Linked DNA regions of Rattus norvegicus: regions 2 and 3 are each linked to region 1. Evidence: chromatin contacts called from public Hi-C data. All regions are on one chromosome and are shown on one strand. The core of a region is the stretch at or near the end of the contact, and the rest is flanking DNA. Distances in the headings are between cores, read along the strand shown. Region 1 holds the start of Trim56 (tripartite motif containing 56). Region 2 overlaps LOC100910802 (a long non-coding RNA gene). Region 3 holds the start of Cldn15 (claudin 15).

The links. A called contact is a pair of places that touch in the nucleus more often than the background predicts.
Region 2: a contact with region 1 is called in a Hi-C map of the A7r5 cell line, with 5 times the contacts expected there. The contact joins the enhancer-like site here to the promoter of Trim56 in region 1. A contact is called at or near these places in 8 of 12 Hi-C or Micro-C datasets (the A7r5 cell line, the Rat2 cell line, Schwann cells and 5 more).
Region 3: a Hi-C map of the Rat2 cell line shows a contact between it and region 1, with 4 times the contacts expected there. The contact joins the promoter of Cldn15 here to the promoter of Trim56 in region 1. A contact is called at or near these places in 2 of 12 Hi-C or Micro-C datasets (the A7r5 cell line and the Rat2 cell line).

The regions. Positions count from the first base shown.
Region 1 is chr12:25,191,158-25,195,123 of GRCr8, reverse strand. It overlaps Trim56 (tripartite motif containing 56), which reads right to left and starts at 1,816. Exons shown (of 3, transcript NM_001399685.1): 1 at 1,742-1,816; 2 at 237-365; 3 at 1-99. The coding sequence starts at 98. LOC120095911 (a long non-coding RNA gene) reads left to right here and starts at 1,898. Exons shown (of 3, transcript XR_010056732.1): 1 at 1,898-2,306.
Region 2 is chr12:25,383,014-25,386,979 of GRCr8, reverse strand. The region is part of intron 3 of LOC100910802 (a long non-coding RNA gene); the gene reads left to right. Among named protein-coding and RNA genes, the nearest start is that of Ift22, 21 kb to the left of the region's middle. Within about 2 kb of position 1,654, at least 8 of the 93 cell types and tissues checked have an H3K27ac peak or open chromatin away from gene starts, as enhancers often do. A contact at or near this core is called in the A7r5 cell line, where this site is marked.
Region 3 is chr12:25,341,342-25,345,307 of GRCr8, reverse strand. Cldn15 (claudin 15) reads left to right here and starts at 1,683. Exons shown (of 5, transcript NM_001107135.3): 1 at 1,683-2,110. The coding sequence starts at 1,894. It overlaps Fis1 (fission, mitochondrial 1), which reads left to right. Exons shown (of 5, transcript NM_001401051.1): 5 at 1-69.

The DNA of each region.
Region 1 (3,966 bases), core at 567-3,066:
GTCTTGGGCGTGTGTAACTGCTCCAGGCAGATTTTACAGGCTAGGAAATCGCTGCTCAGTGCCTCCAGCAGGGTTGGGGAAGAGACTTTGGAGGTCATACTGTAAGGGAAGGGGCAGAGGTCAGAGGTCAGAGGTCACCGGGCCATGCCCCTAGCTTGTTTCTTCCCCTCTCCCGCTCCCCACAAACACACTTCACCCTGGTCCCTCCCCTCCCCTTTCCTGGTGTCCGCACTCGCCTGGATGTCTGGTAAGTTCTGGCTTGCGTTGTGAGAGGCACTGGGTACTAAGGGAAGGCCTTCTTTCTTCCAGTCTGTCTCCTTCACTCACGGATCATAAACACGCGAACACGGTAGGAAGTGCTGAGCCTATGGGGAAAATGAGACCAGGGAGCCCCCAGGCCTCAGAGATGGAGTAATCTAATTAGTAACATACCAGGATGGGCCAAAGGTAGGTATAGCCCAGGCCCTTCCCAGCTCATGTAGCCCAGGCTGGCTTCAAGCTGCCAAGTAGCCCAGGATGACCCCGACTTTCTGAACTTCCTGCCTCTGCTCCCGGAGGCCTGGGATTACAGGTGTGTGACAGAACACCCAGTTTATGTAGCACTGGGGAAGGAACCTGGAGTTTCTTGCATGCTAGGCAAGTTCTCTACCAAGTCAGCCACACCCCTAGGGTCTAGGTCCAAGCTTGTGCTTCCCCTGCCTCAGTTTCCCGAGTGCTCACATTACAGGCAAGGTCCACCACGTTCATCTTGGTCATGGGGTCCTGTTATGAGTGGGTACTGGGGCTCAAAGGGGCAGCCAGGAAGGACACCTAGGTCAGGTGCATGACAGCACCCCGCTTTTCCATGTCGGACGGCGTCCCGCAGTCTTTTGTCTGTCCATCTGTCTGAGAAGGTGTCCTGGGAAGGAGGGAGGGGAGCCTACTTCCTGCCCCAACTAGTTTTGAAAGTAATCACTGATCAGGATGAAGGATGGGGGGGGGGGGCTCATTTCCTTCCTTTTGCTAGACTTTGGGGTCATGAAGATCTGGCCTGACTGACTCCTGGAGCCCTCTGATTTTAACATTCCCTACCAAATGCATTCTGGAGTTGTTTGGAGGAAAGGTACTACTAGTCCCCAGCACTGTGGCGACTTAATAAGGAGAGTTGGTGGAATCCTAGCACTCAGGAGCCTGACACGGGCTAGCCTGGGTTACAAAGTGAGCTTCAGGACAGCCTGGGGCTACAACAGTGAGTTCTGGCTGAGCCTGCCCTACAGAGAGACTTTTCTTTTAAAAAGGGAGAGAGGGGGTTGGAGAGAGAGAGAGAGAGGAAGAGGGAGAGGGAGGGTGAGGGTGAGGGTGAGGGTGAGGGGGGGAGGGGGAGGGAGAGGGAGAGGGAGAGGGAGAGGGAGAGGGAGAGGGAGAGGGAGAGGGAGAGGGAGAGGGAGAGGGAGAGGGAGAGAGAGAGAGATTTACTTTTCCCCCAGTGTAGGGAGAGAAAACTCGGAGTGGGGGTGGGGGTGCGGCTGCCTACACTCAGGGAGTGTAGGATTCCGGACTCAAGGTGGGAGGTTGAGGGATAGGCCTGGCCCCAAGCTTGTCCTCTTAAGCTTTCCAGGTCCCCTCTGCCCTCTCCCCCCTCCCTTCCTTTCCCTCTCCCGGGCTTTCTCACTTCCCTCCCCTTTCCTCTCTCCCCTCCCCCAAGCCTCGTCTTTCTGGGTTCTGGCTCTTACCCCTACCCGCCTCCCCCGGCTTCCCTTACCCAGACACAGCAGATCTTGGATTCTCCCAGCGGGACCCGGGGAGCCCCGAAAACCCGCTGCCGCTGCCTCCGGCAGTTGGCTACCAGCAAGAGAAACAAAACTGAAAGTAATCGTACTGTGGTGGTGTGTAACTTCCGTCCCCGGCCCGGGACAGCTACTCTGGGGCGCAAGCCCCGCCTTCCTCCCCACCCCACCCTGGAACCCTCCCTCCCCTCTGGCCCCGGCTGTAAGGCCAGACCCGCCTCCAGCAGGAAAGTCTGGGGGCCACAGGGCAGGGCGTCAGTGTATTCACAGTGTTGCAAACAAGACAAGAATCTGTTCTCTGAGCATGTTTATCGGGTCAGGGTGTTTATGTGTGGCAAGGAATGACAGGTGGGTGATTGGCCAGTGGGCGAGGCTACTGGAGGATCCTTTGCTAACCGTTGAAGCTGTGAGCCCCAGATAAGAACATCTCGTCTAGGGGTTAGCGCAGTCTTCCTGCAGGAGGCTCTATCTAGAGATGTGTTTGAGGAGGTCTCACAGCTTTGCGGTTTTCCCGGAACAAGAACTTTCTGAGAGCAACAGGTGTGTGGGGGACGGAGGAAGGAGATCTGAAATCCTCAGTCTGGGGTGGTGGGGTACAGCTGTAATTCCTGCGCTGGGGAGCTGGAGGAAGACCAGAGAGGTTCCATGCTAGCTAGCCTCAGATACTTAGCGAGTTTAAGGCCCGTGGGAGCTACTGAATCCCGTCTGTCAAAAAGAATCACAGGGGACGTTGTGAACTGTGGCAGACAGGACATGGTAAAGGGAGGAACTGACTACATTGTTGGGTGCCACAGACTAGGTAGTCAATCAAAATGAGGACAGGAAGCCATTCAGGTGCTGCCTGACTTAACATGGTTCCCCTTGGCAATCTGTCTACCTCTCTCTTTTTTTTTTTTCTCCCAAGTTTCTGCAACATGAAGGCGTAAAAGCGATACATTAAGTAAAAACTGTGTTTTTGGCCCTTTTCTTATGTGTTTATTTAGACAAAGTCTCCTTATGCAGCTTAGGCTAGCTTCAAATTCAAGATCCTTCTGTCGCAGCCTCTTGAGTGTTGGTGTTACAGGTGCGTGCCACCACCCACATCTTTTGAATTTTTTGGCCTAGGGAAAAAAATTACTACTCTAAGGGGAAGGCCTGAAGAAGCCAGACAGCATAGAAAGACAAGGTCACATGGGGGCGGATTCATCCCATATGCTCACACTGGTAGAAGGCTTGCCTGGCATGCACAAAGCCCTGGATTCCACCCACAACACCCAATAAACTAAGTGTAACCCCAGCACTTGGGAGGCAGTGGCTGGAAGATCAGGAGTTCAAGGTCATCCTCAATATATAGCAAGTTCCAGCCAGTCTGAGATACGTGAGACCCTGTCTCAAACAAACAAACAAAAGGATGTGGGCTTCTTAGCACCGGACAACAAGAGCCCCTCACTCAGACCTGGTTAAAGTCTCTTGCCAGCTGAAAAGCAAAGGACTCCAGCAGAGTTAAAACCTTTGCTGTGAAGGTTGCCAGCTTGAGGTATTTCAAATGACAGCATTAAAATAGCTGTGAGGCAATAGGGCTCAGTGAATAAAGGGGCTTGCCACCAAACCTGAGGATCCCGGAGTTCAATTCCCAGAACTCCCATAGTTGTTCTCTGACCTCCACACCTAGCCCATGGGACTTGTGTGCCCACACACATTAATAATCAAGTTAAACTTTTAAAACACGTTAAGGTAGCAATGAACCGGGCTTGAGGCTTAAAAAGACAGGATCCAGTACATTCTGCTCTCCCAGTCTGACTGTGATTTTCAGGGGCCAGAGAAGACCCTTGTATTGTAAACTGGCTTAATCCCTTGTGCGAGTCTTGTGAGCCATAGCTTTACCTTGTCAGTTTGTCTACCCCAGCACCCCCTTTCCAGGCAACCCAGCAATTCCATTTACTGATAAAGGGTGAAGATATAGAAGGGGGTGTCCCTAAGAAGGCCCCCTTGGGTGGATCTGCCGGACGCTGCTCAGAGAGGGAGCACACCCTGAACAGGAGTTCCTTATCAGACTCGCTGCCCCTGCCCCTTCTTTTTTTTTTTTTTTTAAGATTTATTTATTTATTTATTTATTTATTTATTTATTTATTTATTTATTTATTTATTTTATATATGTGAGTACATTGTAGTTGTCTTCAGACACACCAGAAGAGGGCATCAGGTCTTATTACAGATGGTT
Region 2 (3,966 bases), core at 405-2,904, 190 kb before region 1:
AGAAAGAAAGAAAGAAAGAGAGTTTAAAGATATACTATCTGACAGAAAGCAGCCAACGAAAGGAAGAGTTTTTTCCAGCCTCGTGGTTTAGAGCAGCAGTTCTCAACCTGTGGGTCGTGAACCCTTGGGTCAAATGACCCTTTCACAGGGGTCAACTAAGACCATCAAGAAACACAGATATTTAAGTTATGATCCATAACAGTAGCAAAATTACAGTTATGAAGTAGCGATGAGAATAACTTTATGGTCCAGGGTGAGTCAGCACACCACGAGGAACTGTTTTAAAGGTCATAGCACTAGGAAGGTTGAGAGCCACTGGCTCTGAGGCTTCAGCCCTTCATACCAGGAAGGACACAGCGGTGCTCACAGCAGCAGGAGTGTGTGGCAAAGACTTCTCACATAGTGGCAGATAAGGAAGGGACAGAATAGACGGGGACCAGATGTGAGGATAATCCTCGAAGGCCTGCCCAGAGTAACCTACTTCCACAGACTGGGCCCTTCCCACTAAAAACTCCACAGCCTTCAGTGTAGCACCACGAGGTGCTGGAGAGATAGATGGTTTGGCCGTGCAGAGCACTTCCTGTTCTTGCAGAGACCCTGAATTTGGTTTCTAGCACCCACTTTGAGCAGCTCACAGCCACTCTGATGCCCTCCTCTGGTTTTCTCAAACACCAGCACTCATGTGGCCTGCCTACCCACACACATAACATATAAAAATAGATCTAAAAACAGCAGCATAAGCCAGGGATGGCTCATTCAGAATGTGAGGACACCTCAGTAATTCCACAGAGTGTGGGAAGTCTTCTCCCCCTACTGCTCTCTGACCCGGGAGAAAACCACACCTGGGAGTAAGCCACAGGTGCTATCACGTGGAAATCCCACGTTGTGATCAGTCCCTGGAACACCCCACTCGGAGTCTGCAGTCTTCCAGGTTCATCATAGGCTTGACCCGAAGCTGCACCTATTCCACAGGAGGCTTTCAGAGAGAGACCATAGCCAGTGCTGGACGCGCAGAGCTGGGCGCTGTGCACTCTTGCAGTCCCAGCACATGGGAGACAGAGGAAGGTAGATCTCTGTGAGTTCAAGTGTGAGTGGCATAGTGTGACTCTGAAGGAAACGAAAGAGGAGGAGGAAGGGAGGAAGGAGGAGGAAGAAGGAGGAGGAGCAGAAGAAGAAGGAGGAGGAGGAGGAAGAGAGAGAAAAAGATTACTGGAAGCCAGGCATGATGGCATACACTTGTAATCACAGAACTCAAGACAACTGAAGTAGGAAGACCACAAGTTCAAGGCCTGCCTGGGCCAAATAATGAGAAGAGAAGAGAGGAGAAGAGAGCAGGGGAGAGTAGGAGAGGGGAGGGCAGAGGCTGGGAGGGGAGAGGAGAGAAGAGAAGAGAAGAAGCCAACGATTCCCCTAAGGACTCAGTTGCATGGGAGATGCCATAGACCCGAGACCTCGGGTGACAGGACTCCAAGCATCAGAAGTCCCTGTCCCTTGTAGTACTGGCCCTGTGCCACTGCTAGGCCACGTAGATGGAAGTTTGACTCAAGCCCTTTGATCCAAGAAGATGGCCTCTGAATGACCATGCTGATACGCTGATCGAGGCTAGCATGGGTTGGGTGTGGAAGCCTGGCCTTGGCTCCAGGCTCCTGCAGGCGTGATGAGACTCTGACTCACCTTCCTAATCTAGACTGAGTCTCGGTGTACAGCTGAGCTTGGGCAAGCCTGTTTCGATTTAGCCCTTGTTTATGTGTTTTTATATGTCTCTGTCTCTCTGTCTCTGTCTCTCTCTCTCTCTCTCTCTCTCTCTCTCTCTTTCTCTCTCTCTCTCTCTCTCTCTCTCTCTCACACACACACACACACACACACACACACACATTTTTGCAATGGCACTTTTTTTTTCTTTTTGCGGGGACAGGATTTCTCTGTAGCCCTGGCTGTCCTGGAACTCACAGAGACCATATAGTAAAGGCCTCCCTTCCCCTGAACAGGTGTGTGAGGTGAAGGGACCCAAGGAACTAACCAAAGAGGACTAGGAGTCCCAACCTCCATGAAGCTTTGTGACCAGCCTGGTGTGGAAGGAAACTGGAAACTACTAGAATGGTGGTTCACTGTCTGCATCGGCTCACTGCAGCAGCCCTGGGCACCCCTCTTCTTATTGCTGTATGTTTGGGAGGTGTGTGTGTGTGTGTGTGTGTGTGTGTGTGTCTGCAGGCTTGCATATGCCAGCTTTCCTGAGTTGGCTATTTCTACTGTGGGCCCTGGGATCAAACTCAGGTTGTCAGACTGTTCACAGCAAGCATCTTTACTCGATGAGCCATCTCACCGGCCCATTTTTGTTCTTTTTAACTTTTGTATTACATTTTCCCTGTCGTTAGCAAAAGTAAAAACATTAGTGTGAGAAAACTTTAGATTGCTATCTACAAGAGTCATGGGTGACATTTGATTACCTGTGGAACACTTGCTGACTAAATGAATGTGCATGTGTATGTTTATATATTTTCCCCATTGACCACTCTTAAAAGACAATTCTCCAGCCGTTAGAGCCATACAGCCCTGCCATGGGATTCCTAGAAAAGACCCCTTGCCTGTTTTTATCAGCAGGCCGTCTTGCTCTTCTGGGCAATGCTGCTCTCAACCACAAGAGGGCGATATTTGTCCATGAATGTCCCTTACAAAGCCTGCTTTAACCGGCAGCTGAGACACCTGCTTCTCTCTCCCTTCTGAGCCTCCTCCAGGGGACAGAAACCACTGAGTGTTTTATCCAGGTCACCCTGAGCCACTCCTAGCTCAGCTTGCTCTCTGTACCTATAAGAAACCACTGAGGGGGTTGGGGATTTAGCTCAGTGGTAGAGCGCTTGCCTAGCAAACGCAAGGCCCTGGGTTCGGTCCCCAGCTCCAAAAAAAAAAAAAAAAAAGAAACCACCCTGAGAGTTAGGCAGGAGGGTTCGTGCTGTGAGATAGGTAGGTAGATCTCTGTGAGCAATTCTGATCTGCATAGGGAGTTCCAGGACAGACAGACAGACAGACAGACAGACAGATAGACATAATGAAGAAGTCCTGGAGAGAGAGGGTGGGGGGAGGAAGAAAGGAGTGGGGAAGAGATCTTCTTGGAGACTGGATTGATAGTTCCTTTGGTAAAGTCTGTGCCTTAAAAGATTGGAACCGCAAGCCACCTAAAAACCAGCCTGGTGGCCTCATTTGTAATGCCAGCATTGGAGAGGTAGGGCATGGGGATCCTTGGGGCTCGCTGGCCACACGACCTAGCCTAATGGTTGACTACTGAGAGACTTCGCCTTGAAAGATACAAGAGTGGGGTTTAGTGGTTAAGAGCACTGGCTGTTCTTCCAGGGGACCCTGGTTCAATTCCCACCACCCACAGGGCAGCTCACAACCATCTGTAACTCCAGTTCCAGGGGATCTGATGTCTTCATATAAACATACATCTAGGCAAAATACCAGTGCACATTGAATGGTAACTAAATGTGCGTGTGTGTGTGTGTGTGTGTGTGTGTGTGTGTGTGTGTGTGTATGTGTGTGTGAGTGTGCGTGTGTGTGCGCGAGTGTGCGTGTGTGTGCGCGAGTGTACTGTGTGTGTGTGAGTGTGTGTGTGTGTGTGTGTGTGTGTGTGTGTTAGAGACAGAGACAGAGAGGAAGAGGAAAGGGATGGTACCTGAGAAACAAGGTTGTCTATCGCACACAGACACGCGCACTCAGAAACCTTGGTTCATGCAGAAGAAAACTCACTTGGTTGCTCTGACGCTGCCTGCATTTGACAGAGCTTTCTTCGTTTTGCAGCCTTGGGCTTTACAGGAATGAAAAGATAACAGAGCCACTCAGGCTGCTCCCCTCGACCTAATGCCCTGCTCCCCCAACTACCTTCCCACTCCTCCTCACCTCCTCAGGACTGAGTCTGAACACTTTACCAGGGTCCCTCCTGATCTCTCTCTCTCTCTCTCTCTCTCTCTC
Region 3 (3,966 bases), core at 434-2,933, 150 kb before region 1:
GTACCTGTCCTTTACCCTCAGTCATGCTTTGCAATGAGTGTAAATAAAGTTGGGCCGTGGCTTCGGAAACTGTGTGAGAGTCAGTTGAGGTTCACCAGGTGCACGGCGGCCCTCTCTACCCGGCTCTGGGTTCCTTTGCCAGCATCCCAGCCCACACCCTTCCTTCCTCCCCTATCCTGAAACCACTTCGAAGGAACAAGGAACCTCGAGGACGTGGCTTTTCCACTGCCCCAGAATCATGAGAGAGAACAGTGAACAGGAGGGACTGCAAGCTGGGATTTATGACTCTGGTCTCCTCTGACCCACACAGCTGCCTGGGAGTTTTCCACTGCAGGGGGCCCCCACTGGGCTTCCTCCAAAAACCTCCGCCCTTCCCTCCCTTTGTCTTCCTTCCCCCTCCCCTTCCTCTGCCCCGTCTTTCTCCTTTCGGGGGACATGGATGACGTAGGGTGAGAGCGGAAGCTGTGGAGATGGCAGGGGTGATGGGGGTTGTTGGGCACAGGATACCCCAGTCCCAGCCTGTGGGGTGGGAGGCAGAGATCTCACAGAGCTCACCCCACACCCCTGTGCCAGGCTCTGCGTGGGCCTGTTTGGCTTCCCTGCATTCTTGTCATTCCACAGCCCCTGGCAGGCTGGCTGAGGGGTGGGAGGAGGTACCTGAGGGGAACATGGAGAAGCTGCATTCAGAAAAAGGGGATGGGGACCCACAGTGGGCAGAGTCGTGGCTCGCACACTCAGGAAAGGGAGCCTAGGGCCAACTTGCCAAGCAAGACCAGGAAGCAGCCAAGAAGGGAATGTGTGTTCAGACAGGTGCTTGGCTAGGGTTGGGGTGGGGAACCCAGAGGTTTCCAGTTATCATAATTAATAGAGCTGGTAATGGTTCCCAATAAGTGGACAGGTAGAGAGATTAGCCAGAACCATGCCTTAGACTTATAATCAGCCCCCCACCCTGGGCCCCTGGCCCCTTGGCAGGAAGATCAAACTCAAGTGCCGAAGAGTCAAAGGTCAGCCGGAGGGGCAATTCAAGTTCAGGAAGTTTGGAGGAAAGTAGTATTCGGTGGCCTCACCTCAGCCCTGCAGCATTTAAATCCAAGCAACCGATAGAGCCATGGGAGTGTGCCCAGGAGCTATGATCTGTGGTCCCAACTCCCATTACAACCCCAAAGCCAATAATGGTTGTGTCAACAAAGCCAACAGCCAGAGACTAAAGCCCAGGGCCCTATGATATCTGGAGTCCAGTGGGAGCCAGGTTGGCAGGGTCTGAGAGGTCCTGTCACCCCCAACTCAAACTTGATGGTCCCTGGAGATTTATGTGTCCCATCTGTAGGGTCTTCAGCATCCTAGGTTGCTCGTCGTGGAAGGCTGTGGTGGGCCTGGTGGAAGGAAGTTTTCTTCTCTAGACACTCTGGTCTTTTGGGTACTAAAACTCTTTGTCCCTCTAATTTCATTCCCTGACCCTGGTGACAGCTGAGTCAGAGACAGGCTACTTCCCCTGGATTCCTAATGCCTCCCTTGGGGGCTGCTCCTTGGCTGTATCCATAAGTCTCCCAGTAAGTCCAACCTCCCCACTCCTAGGGCGGGGAGTCCTGGGCTAGGCCGGAGGCCGGGGGAGGGGGTGGACTTTTGGCCCGTCTCTTCCCTCCATCACAGCCAACAGCTGCAGAGCGGAGCAGGCTTGGCTCATTCCTCTGACCTGCCAGGAAGCAGAGCCTCCCAGAGACCGGGCAGAAGCAATCAGACCTGACCTCCAGAAGACAGCAGACAAGAACCGCAGCTGGATGAGCTTCCCTTCAACCTTCTCCCTCCTCAGTCTTCCTTAGCATCTCACCTGGAGGAGCCACCTCTATCCCAATCCCTGGGGCTCAAGCCCCCTTGCGGGACCTGCATCCCAGCATGTCGATAGCTGTGGAGACCTTTGGTTTCTTCATGTCAGCCCTGGGACTGCTGATGCTGGGGGTGACCCTTCCAAACAGCTACTGGAGAGTGTCTACCGTCCATGGGAACGTCATCACCACTAACACCATCTTCGAGAACCTGTGGTACAGCTGTGCCACCGACTCCCTGGGAGTCTCCAACTGCTGGGACTTCCCGTCCATGCTGGCCCTCTCTGGTATGGGGTGAGGGAGGCTCTAGGGGACAGAGAGAGGTTGGGGGGCTTAGGTTGGAGAGATCCCCAAGGAAAGGGTAGAGGCAAGGATTTCAGATGAAGCTCTTGGTTCTGGACAGCTCCAACAAAGGGTGTTGCATGACCCAAAATGAGTCCGGTGAGAGTGTTACACATGGTTCCCTAATGTGTGATTCTCGACCAGCTAAGAGAGGCTTCCAGATGTGATTCAGGCCTTTGCTAGCTCTAGGCCTCAGGCAAGTGATGGGATGAATTTGGTAGTCGCCACCTACAAGCTGAGAGTAATCATGGTGCCAGTGCACGGGTGGTCACGAGGCTTCCAGGCAACGTGCAGTGCAGGCGCACACGGGATGTTGACTGAACCTTAGTGGTTCACTCTGGGAAGGGTTGGCTTAGTTGGCAGGAGTGAGACCAAGACTCTCTCTTGTCCATTGAATGCCAACCTCTGTAGCTCCCCAAGCAGCTACAGTCTGGGGGTCTACCTGCCCTGCTGAACTCCAGAGGGCTCTGGACTTAGCACGAAAAAGGGAGCTACTAGGAAGTTGAAATGGATGCTGGAGAAGTGATTATGTGGACGTGCATTGTGTGTTTGGGACTCAGAATGTGTTTTGTTGTTGTTTTGTTTTATTTTGTTTTGTTTGATGGATGGTCTTACATGGCTACAGCCTGCAGCTTTAACTTGGGCTCAAATTGCTACCTTCTCCTGATCCTTTCTTGGTCTCCTGCACAACACTTCCCTCCTTCCACTGCCGTCATTTCCCCCAAGGGATCCCCAGACATACACAACACATGTACCAACCCAAGCCAAACAGTAGCTCCCCAAACTGATTATATGTGTATGCCCACACCATCACCTCTCTGGCCGGCATCCACTAGACGTCCTAGTCTTCCCCATGCTACAAAAACTATGAGTCGATGACCATGAACCTTCTCTGGTTGCTCCTGCCACTAGATTCTGGTCTTGCTTTTCTAGGCGCCCAGCTGCAGGTGATGAGTGGGTAGGGGAATCTGACACCTGCCCAGGGTGGGAAACAGAATGCTGTGAAATGGCCTCATATCTGGAAGATACTCTGGGCAGATATTGTATCTAAGTGAATCTCCACTTTCCCTAACTCTCCTGAGGTATCGAGCTGCTTGGACCTCTGACTGTGCCCCACACCCAAACCTTTGGAAAAGCTGCATCAATTCTGGGTCACAAACAGGGCAGTAAGTGGCCAGAGGGGACCATGCATAGAATCAACTCAGCACCCAACCAGCCTGCTGCATCCCTGGTGTGCAGAGGGCATTCTGCTGTGACCTGGGCCACCTCCAAGGGGCCTCACATGGTGTAGCTGCTCTTCGTCTGTAAGAGAACTTGGAGGAAAGTCACATTCGAGTTTGCTGGGGGGCGATGGAAGGGGTTATGTTCTTTGGTTTGGATTGGGGCGCGCGCCCGTGTGTGTGTGTGTGTGTGTGTGTGTGTGTGTGTGTGTGTGTGTGTGTGTGCGCGCGCGCGCGCACGCATGCACACACACATTGTTTTGAGACATGGTGTTGCTATGTAATTCAATCTCCGACCTCATATAGCCAAGGCTGGTCCTGAACTCAAAAAGATCCTCCTACATCAGCCTCCCAAGTGCTGGGATTACGGGAGCGCACCTCCATACCTAGCTTTTCCTCCGATGTGGACATGACCCTTCGTGTAATGCAATCTATGCTTTTCAGATGCGTTTACATGTTTGCCTCATTTTGTCAAAGCTGGACCACTCTGCAGAGTTAAGCAGCCTGCCTAGAGGCAGGGGAAGTGGAGAGGAAGTTGTGATTTCAATTTACTGCGTCAGAGTTGAGGGCCAGGTTATTCT